Regions from separate parts of the Sus scrofa genome. Here region 1 is linked to region 2. A link is a contact called in public Hi-C data. All regions are on one chromosome and are shown on one strand. Each heading gives the region's core, a stretch centred on a gene start, on an enhancer-like site or on the middle of the called end of the contact. The rest is flanking DNA. Distances are from core to core; before and after follow the strand shown. Region 1 holds the start of SYT3 (synaptotagmin-3). Region 2 holds the start of POLD1 (DNA polymerase delta catalytic subunit).

Region 1 (2,700 bases), core at 44-2,543, 200 kb before region 2:
ACCTCCTCTCTCCTCTCGCGGCCCCCAGCCTTCTGGTCCATCCATTTTGCACGAAGACACCGCCCCTCCCGTCTCCTAACCTGTGTTTCTCCAAGAAATTCGTCCCTCCAGCATGGCTGTTCCTTCCTGCACGCACCCCCCTCCCTTTATTCCTGGGGCTTGGGAATTTTAAGCCACCCTTCCCCTGGAAAGCCCCCTCCCCCACTGTGGGCAAAGGGGAAGGCATCGCCCTCAGGTCCCCCTCATGTTCAGCTGCCAAAGAAGGGAGCTTCCCCTCCTTCCCCCAAGCCCATTCCCCCTCTGCTGCCCCCACCCCCGATGGGGGGGGCGCTCCGTCCACGGGGTGGGGAGGGCGCTTGTAGCCCTCTCCCCCTCACCACGTCAGGGATCTGCGGGAACCTTGTGGGAGGGTCGTGGGAGGGGGGAGGGGTAGCGAGGAGCGGGCGGAGGTCGCGCTGGGCCCCTACCCGCCCCCTCCCCCTTGTCGGATGCCCCCCGTCCGCAGGGGGCCTGCGCGGTGCCCGTCTATCAAGGGCTTGTTCATTCTGGATGGGTGCCGCGGGGTTGGGGAGGGTGTGGGGGGTGGGGAGGGGGGAGGAGAGGTTGGGGTGGGGAGGGGGAAGGGACTGGATGGGGGGCAGCGCGGGGCGGAGAGGAGAGACAAAGCAAAAAGAGGAACAATAACAAAAACATACGAAAAAAAAAATAGAACACACACACACGAAAAAATCCAGAAAAAAAAAAACAAAAACCTGAAATAAAAGCCCGAGAATTGTCTTCCAAGGGGGGTGGGAGGAGGAAGAGGAGGGGGGCGGATGAGGACGTCTGGTTCTCGCTGGGACAGGGATCGCACGCGCCGAAAACCGAGGCGCTCGGGCCTCAGAGTTCATCCTTCAAGGGACTGGGACCCAGGCGTCTGTTTGCAGGCACTGGGGGAAGATTAGGGAGGCGGGATTGTTATGGGGGTTCATCCCTACCTCCCATCACCTCCCTCCTCCTGACTCCCCACCAAGATTTTGCAGAGAGAAATGGCTTTTGTACCAGGTCATTCTTTATAATTAAACTCACAGTATCCACCCCCTCGAGCCGACCCCGCCTCCTTCCTGGGGAGGCAACACCCCTTTCCTCTCGGGTTCCGGGCTACTAGCCCGCATCTGAAGGGCGGTGCGCAAGCGCAGCCGGGGTCCGCCCCCAAGCGTCAGTCTTCCTCCGTCGGCACCGCCCCCAGAGCCTCGAGCATGCGCCGTCGGACGAGGGAGCGGCGCAGGTGCAGGCGGTAATCGCCCATCAGCAGTTCGTCATGGCGCACGAGAGGGCGAGTGAGCCCGCGCAGGTGGAGTCCCGAGCGCAGCAGGCGCGAGCGAGTCTGGAAGTCCGTGACCATGATGAGCCACCTGCGAGGGGGCGAGGCCAGGAGGAGAGGGGCAGGGCGGAGACGGGAGGGGAACCGCTGACGGTCGCAGCTCTGCCTTTGATTGTCAGAGGCCCTGCCTGGCCCCTGCTCGTTTACTGACTCCAGTCCCTCAACCCGTCACTACGTCCCTAAAACTCCTCTCCAGCTCTGCACTCTCGCCGAGGTTAGCCTGTACTTCGACCTTCACCTGGGTCAGTCTAGGCCCCGTCTTCCCCCTCAGCCTGCTTCTGTCGAGACTCCATCTTTTTAAATTGCTGCTCGGGGGTCCTACTCTCACCCAGCAGCTCCAGGCCGGGTCCCTTCAGGGTGGCTTTCAGGTCTGTCCCAGATCTCCTGGCCTCGCCCCCAACTAGATACTCCAGGTTCGCCCAGTCACTCCGGCCGGGCCCCTGCAAGGTGCCCAGTCCCGGCTCCGCTCCCTCGGAGCTGCCTTCCAATGCTCCGACCCCACACCTCAGTCTTGCCCATCCCCTGGGTCACTGAAAGTCTGGTTCCTCACTCCAGATCTTTTACGGTCTCTTCCACCCCCTCGTCGCACCTGCTCTCGGCGGGGTCGGGCCCTTTACACTCAGCGCGCCATTCTCCGGGTGCGTTAGGCCCCGCCTTCTGCCTGCCTGCACTTCCCCGCCCCGCCCCTCGCTGGCCTGTGGTCCGCCAGCCCCTCCTATTAGCCTCGGCCCCGCCCAGCAGGCGACTCCGCCCCCTCCCAACTCTCTGGGCTCAGCCCCGGCCCTGCCCCATCGTGGCTTTCGCCGCGGTCCTGCTCCTCCGCTCAGCTCCAAACCCTGCGCTCGCTGAGGGCTCACCGGTCCCGGCGCCCAGCCGTCCCGCAGATGACGTTCATGTTCTCAAAGCGGATGCTGCTCACACGCCCGCTCTCCATGGCTCCGGGTAACTCGGCCTCCAGCGCCTCCAGCACCTCCAGGTGGGTAAGGTCCTCTTCCGGCTGGGGCGGGGGTGGGGGGAGGGGGGTCGGAGAAAGAGCCTCAGCCCGTGACACCCGGCTTCAGAAGTCCACACCCGAGGCCCCACCTGGAGAGCCTGCCAGAGTCCCAGGTGGCTTTTGAGGGGCAAGAATCACATTTGATCCCAGGATCTTGTTCCTTTTGCCAGAGTGAGTAGGATAGGAACCCTTCAGGGAGAAAGACATCCACTGTCATTCTAGGTCATGGTCTTAAAAAATCATTTCTCATCAAGCCGATCTGCCAAAAGTCAATGAACAGTTGGCTGAATGATTCACCAATCTGGCTAACTCTATCAATCTACTGAAAACTCTTCCGGCAACC
Region 2 (2,700 bases), core at 27-2,526:
CCTGGAGTGGGGCAGGAAGTGGGGTAGGAACCTAAGGGGCTAGAGTGGGAAAGTGCAGGAAGAGGGGAGAAAAAGCAGGTGTGGCCAGGAGGCTGAGACCCTGACATCATCCTGCCCCCTCACACCCAAACCTGCTCCCCTCAACCTTCTCTCTCCAGCCCGCTGCTCACCCTGGGCGCCCCCTCCCTGTACGCTCATGTCATGCCAGCTCAAACCCCAAAGACAACCTGTGCGGATGGAGTCTGCCCACCTGCACTGCAGGCTAAGCCACCAACCACCCGCTCTTGCCTCCTAACTGGCCCTTCCTTCCACTCTTGCTCCTGCTACAATGCCACCCTGGATCAGCAGCCAGGGAGTTTGTTTTTCAAAACACAGAGGAGGGTCATGGTCCTCCAATGCCCCAAACCTCCCCTGGCTCCCAAGGAACCTAGAATAAAAACTAAACGCCACACCGAGACTTACAAGGCTCCTCGGCATCCGACTCCCCATCAGATCTCCAGCCTCACTGTTCCCTCCAGCTAGAAACACCCCAAGCCCCTTCCTGCTTCCAGGCCTTTGCACTTGCTTGTCCCCCCTGCCCGATCGCTCTCCAATGTCACTTCGTCAGAGAGACGATGTCTGATCACTCGAGCTAAAGAAGGCTGCTCTGTTTTACTTCACTTGGGATAACGTATTACGAGCTGAAAGCATTACTTTATCCTTACTACTTGTCTACTGTCTGTCTCCCCCTGACACAGTCTTCTCTACCTTGTTCCGGTGGTAGCCTCTGCTTCTAGAACAGTGCCTGGCACTGAGCACTCAACATTTCGTGAATAAAAGATGACGCTAGGTCCCCATGTGCACTATTCAGTCTCCAATGCCTCGGGAACGCGCAGCCCCTAAGACCCTCCAGGGTACGTCACCCCCAGTCCCCAGAGCTGGAGCCCCTGCATACGGAAGGGGCCCCCGCCAACCCCTGTCATCTTCCCGCGCGCCCCCGCGCACGCGCCCACGACCACTGGCCCCTGCCTCTCTTTCGCGCGCCCCGAACCAAGGCGGGGGATCCCCCTCGCCGCCACGCTTCACGAGACGCCTCACAACCTTCTCCCAGGCCCAAGCGCCCGGCTCTTCAAGCCGCCTCCACTGCCAGGCGGAGTCCCCGGCAATTCCCCTTCTCCCGTAACTCACCCGCTTCAAACAGCGTTTCCCGCCACAGCCCACGCCGCCGTGACCCCTGACTCCAGCGTGCGCAGGCCCAGAGCCACCGCGCGCCGAGCCGGGCCACGCCCCTCCAGCCCACACGGGGAGGCCACGCCCCGTCCCCCCGCCAAGGCAAGGCCACGCCCCTCCGTCCCAGCAGAGGGCGTGGCCTAGTCTCCTGGCCGACAAATCCTCACCAAACCCCGCCCGCCAGACCTTTGCGGCAGGAGGCCACACCTCCTTTTTGCAGCCGCGTCGTGGGCCCGGGTGTTTACTGCGTGCGCAGCGGCGGTGGCCTCCTGCCCCCTTCCGCCCCAGTTCCGCCAGACCTGGGGTGCTGGGCGCACAATCTCTTCTTCTGCACCTGCCTGCTGTCCGAGGCCGTGTCGGGAGGATCACCTCCTCCCTGTTCATTCTTCCACCCACGGCCTGACCTCCACGTAGTGACAGGCCAGTGAATGCTCAGATCCTAACCTGGTCTAGCTCATGGCCTCAGTTTCCCCACCTGTAAACTGGACTCAGCTCAGGGTTGGCAGATGACTTGTAGGGTAAGAGGCACACCACTTGGAATAGGACGGTCGGCGAGTTCCCGTCGTGGTGCAGCAGAAACGAATCTAACTAGGAACCATAAGGTTGCGGGTTCGATCCCTGGCCCTGCTCAGTGGGTGGCTTAAGGCTCCCACGTTGCCCTGAGCTGTGGTGTAGGTCGCAGACGCGGCTCGGATCCCGCGTTGCTGTGGCTGTGGCATAGGCCGGCAGCTATAGCTTCGATTAGATCCCTAGCCTGCGAACCTCCATATGCCGCGAGTGCGTCCCTGAAAGGCAAAAAGAAAAAGAAAAAAAAAGGAATAGGACAGTCGCTTGTAACTATTCTTACTTCTGCCATCCTCTCTTCCCCCTAAAAAAACCCTTTCAGTCCCCATCCCTCCAAGCAACACCTCCTTCACTCTCAGGCAGGACTGCCCATCTATCTAGCTCACCTCCGTGGCCCCTTAGGCCCTGGTGCAGGTGAAGGTAATTTTTTTTTTTTTTTTTGCCTTTTCTTGAGCCGCTCCTGTGGCACATGGAAGTTCCTAGGTTAAAGGTCTAATCGGAGCTGTAGCTGCCAGCCTATGCCAGAGCCATAGCAACGCGGGATCCGAGCCACGTCTGCGACCTACACCACAGCTCCTGGCAACACCGGATCGTTAACCCACTGAGCAAGGGCAGGGATCGAACCCACAACCTCATGGTTCCTAGTGGGATTCATTAACCACTGTGCCATGACGGGAACTCCTGGTTTGTTGCATTTTTAAGATTCCACATATAAGTGATATCATACCGGTTTTGTATTTATTTTTCTTATTTCACTTAGCACAATGCCCTTATGGTCCATCCATGTTACTACAAATGGCACAATTCCTTTTTTTATGGCTGAGTAGTATTCCATTGTGTGTGTATACAGCTTCATCCATTCATCTGTTGCTGGACGCATTGCTTCCATATCTTGGCAATTGTAAATAATGCTGCTATGAACATTGT

What was found. Hi-C and Micro-C count contacts between places; a contact is called where the count stands out from the background.
Region 1: a Hi-C map of liver shows a contact between it and region 2, with 5 times the contacts expected there. The contact joins the promoter of SYT3 here to the promoter of POLD1 in region 2. A contact is called at or near these places in 2 of 47 Hi-C or Micro-C datasets (epiblast stem cells and liver) and 1 of 2 datasets of contacts at active chromatin or transcription factors (alveolar macrophages).

Annotation. Positions count from the first base shown.
Region 1 is chr6:55,447,915-55,450,614 of Sscrofa11.1, reverse strand. SYT3 (synaptotagmin-3) reads left to right here and starts at 1,293. Exons shown (of 14, transcript XM_021094805.1): 1 at 1,293-2,339. It overlaps C6H19orf81 (putative uncharacterized protein C19orf81 homolog), which reads right to left. Exons shown (of 4, transcript XM_021094808.1): 3 at 2,221-2,360; 4 at 1,034-1,394. The coding sequence ends at 1,199.
Region 2 is chr6:55,246,375-55,249,074 of Sscrofa11.1, reverse strand. It overlaps POLD1 (DNA polymerase delta catalytic subunit), which reads right to left and starts at 1,276. Exons shown (of 27, transcript XM_003127364.5): 1 at 1,168-1,276.